Regions from separate parts of the Oryctolagus cuniculus genome. Here region 2 is linked to region 1. The links are chromatin contacts, called in public Micro-C maps. All regions are on one chromosome and are shown on one strand. The core of a region is the stretch at or near the end of the contact, and the rest is flanking DNA. Distances in the headings are between cores, read along the strand shown. Region 1 holds the start of NAA25 (N-alpha-acetyltransferase 25, NatB auxiliary subunit). Region 2 holds the start of HECTD4 (HECT domain E3 ubiquitin protein ligase 4).

Evidence for each region. A called contact is a pair of places that touch in the nucleus more often than the background predicts.
Region 2: a Micro-C map of ear pinna shows a contact between it and region 1, with 7 times the contacts expected there. The contact joins the promoter of HECTD4 here to the promoter of NAA25 in region 1. A contact is called at or near these places in 6 of 6 Hi-C or Micro-C datasets (ear pinna, embryonic fibroblasts, liver and 3 more).

The regions. Positions count from the first base shown.
Region 1 is chr21:9,430,836-9,437,070 of mOryCun1.1, forward strand. It overlaps NAA25 (N-alpha-acetyltransferase 25, NatB auxiliary subunit), which reads right to left and starts at 2,842. Exons shown (of 23, transcript XM_051826818.2): 1 at 2,389-2,842. The coding sequence starts at 2,446. It overlaps TRAFD1 (TRAF-type zinc finger domain containing 1), which reads left to right and starts at 3,112. Exons shown (of 14, transcript XM_070066222.1): 1 at 3,112-3,194.
Region 2 is chr21:9,688,833-9,695,067 of mOryCun1.1, forward strand. It overlaps HECTD4 (HECT domain E3 ubiquitin protein ligase 4), which reads right to left and starts at 2,830. Exons shown (of 75, transcript XM_070066218.1): 1 at 2,518-2,830. The coding sequence starts at 2,685.

The DNA.
Region 1 (6,235 bases), core at 1,592-4,091:
TCTCTCTACTTCTTTCCATAACACTTTCAAGTAAATAAATCTTAAAAAAAAAAAAAAATTTAAAAAGGATATCAGTGCTAAGTCTGAACTTGGTGCAGGCTGGGTTCTCCAATGGGAATGTCGGTGTCTGCCTCCTAGCTTAGCTATGATCCTGAGAAAGTAATCCCTCCAGGCTTCAGTTTCCTACCAGGACCACAATAATCCCACCTACTTAGAAGGACAGCTATCCCACAAGTAAGTACTCAATGCTGGCAGTTGAACTTCTGGCTGGTGAGGCACGCTTGTCAGCTTAGTGAATGTCTGAATTCAAGGAACAATAATTGTTTCGTAGCAGTAATGTATTTTAAACAACAAAATTCGGAAGCTTTAGAGTCAAAAGTGCTGTGGTAAAAGAGTGTTGTACCCTGACTTTTCCTGTTCCTGCCGGTTTACATTAATCACCTTAGAATTCCTGAAGAAAGCCTCTTCTAATCCTCTTCCCATGTAGCCCTAACAAAAGCTGCATAATTCTGAGTTCACTTTCCAGAATATGACGGGTCACTTCTGGTTAACTTATCCTGATGTTCGGCAATGTGAAATGGACATGTGTTTCTTATGGCACAGTTCAAAATGCTATTAATTCTAAATGACTGTGGGAACCAAAGGCATTCTCTTTGGTCCTTGAGAACAATTTAAAAAAAATCTAATTATTCTTAATAGTATTCAGCCTTTTTAGTTAAAAAAAAAAGGAAAAAAGAAAGAAAGGACAGAGGGGAGGGCAGGAAAGAGCCTGCAGGCAGCTGCCACACGAAGGGGCAAGTCTCACGCACCGCATTCAGCTCTCACCTTCCACCATCATCCTGCAGGTCTCAGCTCTGCCCTCTGCAAACACCCGCTGGAGGGCAAGAGCGTGCGAGCGTCAGCCCTGGGGAATGGAAATCTGGGTCCCACTCTGCCAGCACCACCTGTGAGAGCCTAGGCCAACCAGGACCTGCAGCTCCAGCGGCTAAGAGGGCGAGCCTGGGACCCACGCAGGACTTCAAGTCCGAGCTCCAAGAAATGCACGCTGAGTGGCCTTGGACAAATTACGTAACATCAAAAAAGTCCCAGTTTCCTCATCAGCAAAATGGGGGGGGGGGGGGGGGCAGTGTGTGTGTGTGAGAGAGAGAAATGCTGCAAACACAAGCAGCAACAGTAAGCTTCTCACCAGATGCGCGGTACACGTGGGAAGAGTGAGTGAGGTACCTCTATAAAAGGTTAGGACAGACTGGCAGGAGGGCTCTACACACTCCAGCAGTGACTGTTAGTACTGGTTTCACAGGACTGCTGCACACAGAACCAGACGAGAAGTCAGAGTATCATGCAAATTATCAAATAAAAAATGATGAAATAAAAAGCCTGACCATAAAACTACCCACCTATTCCACCGCGCACACGCACACCTCAGTCCTGTGGAGAAGCCTCCCTTTAGGAACATCCACACTACTACAGACGCAAAGCCTACTTTTTGCAAAAACCACTGACCTAGACGCCTTCTCACCGTTCACCGAGACCACACAACCAACTAGAAAGAAAGGGAAATGCAATAGGGGCCATTTTTCATTGTCCAGTTTCGGCTACTGAAAAAAAAAAAAGTGCATTTCTCCCGTAGTCAACTCTGCAATTCTCCACGGCCAGGGTAGCAGAATGACAGGCGGCGGGTTGAAGACAGGCGCCGGGTGCAGGGGGTTGGCTCAGCTCGTCTCCCAGCAGCGGGCCGCCCCTCCGGCAGGGCTCACCGCCGTCTCCCCGCCGCTATTTTGGGTTCGTGACCCCCTCCCCCCACCCCAGCCTCCCACGTGTGCCCCGGGCAGCTGCTTCCCCACGAACCAGCCCTGGATGGGGAGCCTGGAATCCTGCGGCCTGCTCCTGCCTCCGTCTGGGTGACCTTGCGCCAGCCCCTTCCCGTCTCTGGGTCGCGGCTGCTCCGTGTGCATCCGAGCCCCTCCAGTCAGGCAGCCCTGACCAGACCCGTTCCCCACAAATAACAGAAGTCTTGAACGGTTAGGCTCCCCCGCAGCGCCAGGGTCGGCTTCCACCTGCGAGATCTCTACAGTCTCTCTCTGGGAGCGGCCATCACAACGCGGCCGACCGGCAGCGCCAAGATTCCGCGCCCTACCGGGCCTGCCTCTCAGGCCGGCTCCGTGGCCCAGCAGTAGCCCCCGCCGCGCCGCTACCATCTCACGGCTCAGGAAGTCCGGCCCGGCGCCTACGCGAGGCCCGCGGCTGCGGCCTAGAGGCCCGCGCGGCCCGCCCCTGGTGCCCGCCCGCCCCGCGCGCAGGCTTCCAGCACCCCTCCTGGGCCTTCGCCCCGGCCTCAGAAGCCCTTGGAGCGTCGGGCCGGCGACCAGGCTGGCCCCAGGCACTCACCGTAAATGGGCCGGAGGCGCCTGTCGTTAGGGTCCTGCACATGGCCCCGCGTCGCCATGATGACAAGCGCAGAACCGCAGTGCGCACGCGCGGGGCAGGCCCCCGGGAAGGGGCAGTTAAAGGGCCAGCGTCGATCTCGCGCGTCTATCGCGATAGTCGTGGTGTTGCGACTGAATGCGCCTGCGCGGAAGGGGAAGCTGGCCCCACCCCTCCGTCGGTCGCCGCTTGCTTGGCTGCGGTTCCCGTCTTTTTGCTGGTGCGGGAAGGCGGCGAGCGGAGATGGTTGTGGCTAATGCGTTCCCTTCCCGGTCACCTCCGGGGGCGTGAGGAGCGGAAAGGAGGAAGCTCCCGGTTAGAAGTAGGGCTCCGCCGCCCCTGCTTGGCCTGTTTATTCTCAGTCCTGAAGAACCAGTCAAACGTGGCTTTGCTTAACTGTTGAGGAACAGGGAACTCCTGGGGGGGGGGGGGGGGCAGGGAAGGAGGGATCCGCAGAATCTGCTGGAAAGTTCGAGAACCTTCCACCTCTCTGCCGGGCCGACCGGGAAGCCCCCAACGTGAATATAATTCAGTGTGTGCCTGGACACTGCCGCAGGTCTCTCCGTGGGTTCTGTCAATGTTTATAACGGGCCTGAGGGCAGATAGTGCAGTCAGCTACCCTCTGACGGGTGAATGAGTTCATCCAAGGCTGGTTTCTGCGCGCACTGTTGCAGGCAGGTAGGGAGGACGCACCGAGAAATGAGATCAAACCTTCCTGGAGCTTGAGCTGTGCAGGAACGGACGGATAACTCGGCGCAGTGTGTTACAGGGTGAGAAAAGCTACAGTGAAATAGTGTGGTGAGAGAAAGCCTGAGAAAGTGACAGTTGTCGGAGAGTCACAGGAAGTGAGAGGGGGCCCGGCAGGTGTCACGCCTCGGACTGCGCTGTTGGCTGATGCTAGCCCAGGTCTCTGCGAGTACAATCAGAGCATTGTGTCAGACCAACCCCAGTGTCCCCTGGGATGACCCTTCTGCTGTGTCCCCTCTTCCCTTCCTGGGCCCTGATGTCCAAGAAAGCGATTCTCCAAGTGGACATTAGACTCTTAGACCCCACCCCACCCCGGGAAACTTAATAAACATGAGTTTCCTGCGGCTTTATCCACAGAGATTCTAATTCAATCTTTGAGAAGTAGTAATTAAGGGTTCTAGATTCAACCCTTTACAACCCAGCAGAAGGGCAAGTTAGCAATTGCTATTGATTTTTTTTTTATTTGACAGAGTTATAGACAGAGAGAGAAAGGTCCTCCTATTGGTTCACTCACCAAATGGCCGCCACTGCCGGAGCTGCGCCGATCCGAAGCCAGGAGCCAGGTGCCTCTCCCTGGTCTCGCATGTGGGTGCAGGGACCAAGCACTTGGGCCATCCTCCACGGCACTCTCAGGCCACAGCAGAGAGCTGGACTGGAAGAGGAGCAACCGGGACTAGAACCCGGTGTCCATATGGGATGCTGGCGCTGCAGGTGGAGGATTAACCAAGTGAGCCACGGCGCTGGCCCCTATATTAAAATTTTAAATATACACATATCTAGAGAAAACCTGTAATGATAATAGTAACTACTAATACTGGGCATTTACTAACCACCTACTATGTCCAAACTCTGCTAATCTCTTTTACATGCATCGTCTCTTCATTCTGACAAACTGATGGAATACAAACTACGGTAATCTCCATTTTCTTTTCCTTAGAATAGAAACAGATTTATTTATTTATTTGAAAGGCACAGTGACAGAGAGATCTTCCATCCGCTGGTTCACTCCCCCGAAGCCGACAACAGCAGAGCCAAAGCAGGGAGCTTCATCCGGGTCTCCCAAATGGATGGCAGGGGCCCAGGTACTTGGACCATCTTTTGCTTTTCCCAGGTGAGTTAGCAGAGTACTGGATCAGAAGTGGAGCACCAAGACTCAAACAGGAGCTCATGTGGGATGCTGGCACTGCAGGTGGTGGCTCAGCCCACTGCACCACAACCAGACCTTGGCTTTGGCTTTTTTTTTTTTTTAAGATTTATTTACTGGGGCCTGTGCTGTGGCACAGCAGGGTAACGCCCTCGCCTGAGGCGCCGGCATCCCATATGGGTGCCAGTTATAGTCCCGGCTGCTCCTCTTGCAATCCAGCTCTCTGCTATGGCCTGGGGAAGCAGTAGAAGATGGCCCAAGTCCTTGGACCCCTGCACCTACGTGGGAGACCCGGAGAAAGCTCCTGGCTTCTGGCTTCAGATTGGCACAGCTCCAGCTGTTACGGCCATCTGGGAAGTGAACCAGCAGATGGAAGACCTCTCTCTTCTCTCCCTCTCTAACTCTTTCAAATACATAATAAAAATAAATCTTTTAAAAATATTTATTTGAAAGTCAGAGTGACAAGTGGAGAGTCAGAGAAAGAGAACTTCCCTCCATTGGTTCACTTCCCAAATAATGGACAGCCTGAAGTCAGGAGCCAGGAGCTTCGTGCAGGTCACCATTGAGAGCGGCAGGGGCCCAAGCACTTGCTTCAACTTCTGCTGCTTTCCCAGGTGCATTAGCAGGGAGCTGGATGGGAAGTGGAGCTGCTGGGACTCAAACCAGTGTTCATGTGGGATGCCAGCACTGCAAGCAGCTGCATAACCATCCACAGTGCCGGCCCCCAGACCTTGGTTGCTAATACCATGCTCCAGTTAAAAAAAAGAAAAAAGCCGCTTAGCGAAATGGTGAACTCTAGAGCAGAAATATGGAGTATACCAGGTCTGAGGCTGGAGCACCTTGTTGCTAGCAGGTAAGAAAGTGCTCGGAAGGATTGGGAGACCAGCCAAAGGGACACAGAGCTCAAGCTAAAAGAGCTCCCAGTGGCCAAAACTAGAAGAGCAACAGAATAAATAAGGTTATAATATAACCTTAGGGATAAAATAAAGAAACGTTAGTCCATGCAGATGGAAATAAATGATTAAAGAAAGAAATGAGGAGAAGAGACAAAGCTTCCTCTGGGCTTCCAAACAATGCTTGTAGATCTTGCCCCCCTTCTCCAAAGGATAAGCCTAACCTTCCTCCCCACAACCTTGAATGTGGGCTGGAATCGATGACCAGTGTCCAAAGTGTTGAGTACAGAAAGGGAAACAGAAACCTTACCCGGTAAGTACTGCCTGGACTACGTGAGGCGCGTCAGCCTGGGCAGTGAGAACCCACGTGAGAAGGGGCCATCTCCTCTGTGCTATTCTGCAGAACCCATAACCCAAGGGTAATCACAAGGGAAGTCTCAAACAAACCCAAGTTGAGTGACAATCTACAAAACTGCCAAGGTCAAGAAAAACAAGGAAACGAGTCATTGTCCCAGACCAGAGAAAACACAGAGACATCACGATTAAATGTAATGGGAGGGCTTGGTTTGGACCCTGCGACAGGAAGAGGACACCAGCGGAGGAACAGGTGAAGTCTGAATGAAATCCCGGTTCTCTAATGGCATCGTGCAGGTGTTAGTTTCTTCGCTTTGACAAATGTTACCGTGGTGATGCAAGGAGATAATGTTAAGGGAAACAGCTATAGAGAAACTTTCTCTCTTACCAACTTCTGTAAGGTTATAACACAATACAAAGGCTTACTTGAAAATGCATCATTTAGGGCCGGCGCCGTGGCTCAATAGGCTAATCCTCTGCCTTGCAGCACCGGCACACCGGGTTCTAGTCCCGGTTGGGGCGCCGGATTCTGTCCCGGTTGCCCCTCTTCCAGGCCAGCTCTCTGCTATGGCCAGGGAGTGCAGTGGAGGATGGCCCAGGTGCTTGGGCCCTGCACCCCATGGGAGACCAGGAAAAGCACCTGGATCCTGGCTCCTGCCATCAGATCAGCGCG
Region 2 (6,235 bases), core at 1,580-4,079, 260 kb after region 1:
CTGGCTTTGGATTGACCCAGTTTCAGCCATTGCAGCCATTTGGGGAATGAACCAGTGGGTGGAAGACCTCTCTCTCTCTCTCTCTCTTTCTGTCTCTACCTTTCTCTGTAACTCTTTCAAATGAATAACTATCACACATGAATGGCGGCAGGAAGTACTGATTAGCAGTTGGTGTGTCTGAGAGGAACAGAACGGGGCCGACATCCAGACAGCAGAGCCATGTGATGTTGAGCGAGCTGCACACCCACTCTGACTCTGTTGGCCTCATCTGTTCAGTGGGTACAGCATTTGCTGTTGTTATATCAACAGCAAGCTTTAGCTCCTAAAGGCTTTTGAGAATTTAGTAAGATAATGCCTGACACTGTGTCAGGATATATTTGGTCAATATGGTTAATTACAAGCGAATACACTCACAAAAACACAAATCCAATAGCTACAAAAACCTTCTTCGCTATCTCTTTCTTCTGATACTATGTAGTCTGCATAATAGGTGGGATAAAATGAAAAAAGTCCTTTACAACTGTCAGTCATACACACATAATTGGAGGTCAGACTAACCTTTTTTTAATTTATTTTTTATTTATTTATTTTATTTTTTTTACTTATTTGACAGGTAGAGTTAGACAGTGAGAGAGAGAGACAGAGAGAAAGGTCTTCCTTCTGTTGGTTCACCCCCCAAATGGCTGCTACGGCCGGCGCTGCGCTGATCCAAAGCCAAGAGCCAGGTGCTTCCTCCTGGTCTCCCATGCGGGTGCAGGGCCCAAGCACTTGGGCCATCCTCCACAGCCTTCCTGGGCCACAGCAGAGAGCTGGACTGGAAGAGGAGCAGCTGGGACTAGAACCCGGCGCCCATATGGGATGCCGGGGCCACAGGTGGAGGATTAGCCAAGTGAGCCACGGTGCCAGCCCCCACCTAGACTAACCATTTTAAAAAGGAAAAAATTTTAATTCTACCAGGTCAGAGATTTCTTTTGAAATCATTCTTCGTGGAAATTTACTCAATTCATTTAACAAGCTCAGGTATCTTAACTAACCCTACCCTTTCTAATCCTAAAAATAAATTACATACAGAAAAAAACATAGTTGGTTCCATGAACTTAGTCTCCAAGGAACAAAGAGCATCCACTTCCCACCTTTCCCACACCTCAGAACCAATTAAGTCAAGAGATTCCACCATCATGGCATCACACCGTTCAGTTTCCAGGCAGATGAAACTCAGACACACCTTGCTTTTTATAGCACAGGCCCAGATGTGGCGTGATAAAACTAGCATCCACGTTAGGAATTTCCTAGCAACTTATATCTTCCGGTTTTCGGTGGCCAGATTGTAAAATCAGTCCGTTCAACAGTCCACAACGGGAAGTGCTGAAGCCACCCCAAATCCAGACACAAAAATACAGTGGGACGCATTCGCATCTCAAGCACGTCCAAATGTCTAGTCCCACGCGATCCGTGTCCAGAAACGCGCAGTAACGGGTTCTAGCCCATTTCTATAAATATAAATGCTCCTTGTGCTGGAAGCCAGAGTGCACGCCAAACCGCAAAACACAAAAGATTCCTTGCATCCCGTTGATAGCCCAAGGGCAGGCCATCTTCCCCGCGCCCCACCTCGACAGCTCTCCTCGCGACATGGAGAATTTCACGACGCCCCGTGCCACCTACACATCCAAATGTCACCCCACAGAGCGGGGAGGGGCGGCTGCAGCACCCACCAGCCGGGACACATCCACGCCGCCGGCGGACGCGGACCCCGGCCAAGTCGCCGCAAAGTTCCCATCCGCCCAGCCAATCTGGTTCCTTTCTGCCTCCAAACCCGGCAGCACCACTGCTGAGATTCGCGTCTGCACCTGCCACGGCTCCGAAGCCCGGCCCTTCTCCGAGACCCCCGGGGGAACACAGCAAGGCCCTGCGGCCTAAAGCGCCCGTGGTCCGACGCGGGATGCACACCGAAGGCCCCTGGAGCATCCTCCCCACGGCGGTCCACACCGCCCGCTTCCCTGACAAAGGCCCCCTGTCAATCCGAGGCGCGACACGGACAAGTTGCCGGTTGCCCACGGCCGACCGGCAGCTGCCACAGTCTAAGCTGGGGCTGGGGCTGGGGCGGGGGCGCAGGGTGTGCAGCCCGCGGGGAAAATAAAGGGTCCCCCAAGCTAGGCAACCTGGGTGTGCCCTGGATGGCAGCCTGGGGGCCCGTGGGGGAGGGGAGCGAGGCCCGGCAGCCGGCGGCGCCCCTCCCGGGAGCGACGGCCTGGCCGAACGATGCTCTAATGAAATGCTGGTGTCGGAACGTCCAACACGAAACCGCAAACGAAATCCCCGGCGGGCGCCTGGCCCCGCCGAGGGAGGCGGGGAGCCGGCGCGGGCTGCAGACCTGCGGCCGCGGCCCGCACCTGCCCCCGCGTGCCCGCACGCACCTGCCGCGCGGCCCTGAGGTGAGGGCTCCGCGGTGGGCTGCGGCGGAGAGGAGCGGGCCCGCCGCCGGGGTGCGGGGCAGGGGCCAGGCGCAGCCTCGCTCACCTCCAGGTCGGTATCGGCGGCCTCCGGGGCCCCGAGGATCTCGCTGGGCAGCTCGGCCAGGTCGGTGACCCGGATGAGCCCGTCGTGCAGGAAGATGGTCTCCTCCTTCACCGAGAGCCACTGCGCCGAGTCCGCGGCCGCGGCGGCCGCGGCCGCCGACGAACCCATGGCCCCGGCTGAGGGGTGGACACTGAGGAGCAGATGCCCGGCCCGGGGAGACGACAGCCGCAGCCGCCGCGCTCACCAACCCATGGCAGCGGCCGCCCCGCTCGCCGCCGCGCCCGTGCAGCTCCGCCCTAGGCGGTCCGAGCCGCCATCCCCACCCCCGGCCCGGGAGACCCCGGCCCCGCCGCCGCTGCTGCTGCTGCTAGCCGCCGCCGCCGCCCTGAGGAGCAGGATCCGCCTCTGCCTCCCGGCAGCCAACTGTCAGTGAGACGCCATGTTGGGGGCGGGGCTCCCGGCATGCTCCGCGCCGCGGACAATACAGGCCCCGCCCGCCGCCCGGCCCCGCCTACCCGGAGACCCGGCTGCGGGACCCGGGCGGCGCAGGCACTCCATCTTGCCCTCCCGCTGACCTCGCTCGGCCCTGTCTCGCCGTTCGAGGTGGCCCGGAGGCGGGCCCCGCCCTGCCCGTCTCCCCTCGCTACCTAGATGTGCACGCGTCGCGCGGGGCGCGTAGGGTCGTGCTCGCACCGCCCCGTCACTCAAGAGTGTGCGCCCCACACCTGGTGAGGAAGGCCACCTGCAGCCCTGCCTTGGAGAAATATGGAGGCGAGCGCCAGGCCGTTGGCGGATCGGTGGAAAGGCGGTTAAGACAGCCGCGTCCTGGGGCCTGGGTGCTATTTCCGGCTCCTGCTCCGACCCCAGCTTCCTGCCGATTCCCTGGGAGGCAGAGGTGATGGCTCAGGTGCCTGCCCCCAGCGCGGAGACCCAGTCGGAGTCCCAGGCTCCTGGCTTCGGCCTGACCCAGCATGGCTACTGAGGGACTTTGGGGAGTGAACCAGTGCGTGGGAGACTCTTTCTCTCTTTCTCTGTCATTCTGGCTCTCAAACAAATAGATAAGCCTTTTTTTTTTTTTTTTTTTTTGACAGGCAGAGTGGACAGTGAGAGAGAGAAAGGTCTTCCTTTGCCGTTGGTTCACCTTCCAATGGCCCCCGTGGCCGGTGCACCGCGCTGATCCGAAGGCAGGAGCCAGGTGCTTCTCCTGGTCTCCCATGCAGGTGCAGGGCCCAAACACTTGGGCCATCCTCCACTGCCCTCCCGGGCCACAGCAGAGAGCTGGCCTGGAAGAGGGGCAACCGGGACAGAATCCGGCGCCCCGACCAGGACTAGAACCCGGTGTGCCGGCGCCGCAAGGTGGAGGATTAGCCTAGTGAGCCGCGGCGCCGGCCCAAATAAATAAGCCTTTAAAAAAAATAGGTGATGGTGTTCAAATGCAGCCTGCAGCGCCGGCATCCCACATGGGCGGTTTAAGTCCTGGCTGCACCACTTCTGTCCAGCCCCTACTACTGGCCTGGGAAAGCAGCAGAGGATGGCCCAAGTGCTTGGGCCCCTGCACCCGCGTGGGAGACCTGGATGGAATTCAAGGCTCCTGGCTTCAACCTGGGGAGTGAATCAGTGGATAGAAGACCTCTCTCTCCCTCTCTCTCCCTCCTCCGCCCCCGCCCCGCCCCTCCCCCTCTCCTTCCTCCTGCCTCTGAAACTGTGCCTTTCAAATAAAATAATAAATCTTAAGATTTTTAAAATGTATTTGAGAGGTAGAGTTACAGACAGAGAGGGAGAGCCAGAGAGACAGGTCTTCCATCCACTGGTTCACTCCCCAAATGGCTGCAACGGCTGGAGCTGAGCCTATCCAAAGCCAGGAGCCAGGAGCTTCCTCCCCATCTCCCAGGTGGGTGCAGGGCCCAAGCACTTGGGCCATCTTCTACGGCTTTCCCAGGCCATTAGCAGGGAGCTGGATAGGAAGAGGAGCAGCTGGAACACGAACGGGCGCCTATATGGGATAGTGGTGCCACAGGCAGAGGTTTAGCCTACTATGGCACTGCAACGGCTAACACAAAATAAATCTTTTTTAAGAAGACAAGTGGAGGGGCCAGTGCTGTGGCACAGTAAGTTAATTCTCCTGCAGTGCCGGCATCCCATATGGGCACCGGTTCTAGTCCCGGCTGTTCCTCTTCCAATCCAGCTAAGGCCTGGGAAAGCAGTAGAAGATGGCCCAAGTCCTTGGGTCCCTGCACCCGCATGGGAAACCGGGAAGAAGCTCCTGGCTTCGGATCAGCTCAGCTCCGGCCGCTGCAGCCCTTTGGAGAGTGAACCAGCTGGTGGAAAACTTTTCTCTCTGTCATTCCCTCTCACTTTCTGTAACTCTACCTCATAAATAAATAAATGTTTTTATTTTTTTTTTATTTTTTGACAGGCAGAGTGGACAGTGAGAGAGAGAGACAGAGAGAAAGGTCTTCCTTTGCCGTTGGTTCACCCTCCAATGGCCGCTGCGGCCGGCGCACCGCGCTGATCCGATGGCAGGAGCCAGGAGCCAGGTGCTTTTCCTGGTCTCCCATGGGGTGCAGGGCCCAAGCACCTGGGCCATCCTCCACTGCACTCCCTGGCCACAGCAGAGAGCTAGCCTGGAAGAGGGGCAACCGAGACAGAATCCAGCGCCCTGACCGGGACTAGAACCCGGTGTGCCAGCGCCGCTAGGCGGAGGATTAGCCTAGTGAGCCGCGGTGCCGGCTAAATAAATAGATGTTTTTTAAAAATAATATTTTTAAAAAAGAAGACAAGGGGCTGGCACTGTGGCATAACGGGTAAAGCCCCGGCTTGCAGTGCCGGCATCCCATATGGGCACTGAATCGAGTCCCGGCTGCTCCACTTCTGACCCAGCTCTCTCTGTGGCCTGGGGAAGCAGTAGAAGATGGCCCAGGTCCTTGGGCCCCTGCACCCATGTGGGAGACTGGGAGGAAGCTCCTGGCTCCTGGCTTTGGATCGGTGCAGCTTTGGCCATTGCAGTCAGTTGGAGAGTGAATCAGCGATGGAAGACCTCTCTCTGCCTCTCCTCTCTCTGTGTAACTCTGACTTTCAAATAAATAAATCTTTAAAGAAGAAGAAGAAGAATACAATCGTCTGAGAGGCAGTGTTGTTCTCAGCTTCAGCTGGGAAGCCAGGCTCCGTAAAATGCTTTGCTCAATGTCATAAAGCCAGCCAGCATCAAGGCTCGGATCCGATCCCAGGTCTGGCAGACTCTCCAACTCCAGCTGCCCTCTTTTGGCTGCAAGGAAGCCCCCTCATAGCCTTTGCTTAAAATCTCCAAACCAAATAGCAACCACCCACCAGAATTTAAAAATGCTCGGATTTCAAGCTCTAAATAACTCTCTTGGGTATCTCCAAGAAAGTTGTTCCTGCTCTTAATATTTATAGTTCAAGATCAGAAGCCAAGATGCCCAGGAATATTGTCCTTCTCCCTAATGAATGAAAACAGCAGAGATCTAAGGCTTGGGCATCTTCAGATTGCAGATTGAATAGTTATTTAATATTTTAGCAACAGTAATTAATTAGTCATAGGCTGCATGGCTGCCACCATAGCACGACACAGCAGCTGATGAATTAATATTTATAGAACCCCCTCTGGAAACAGGCCCATTTAGTGGGAATTTCTAGAACGGATCAACAGGACAAAGACAGTCCCTGGTCATGAGAACTTTATGCCGGAAATCTTGAAGGC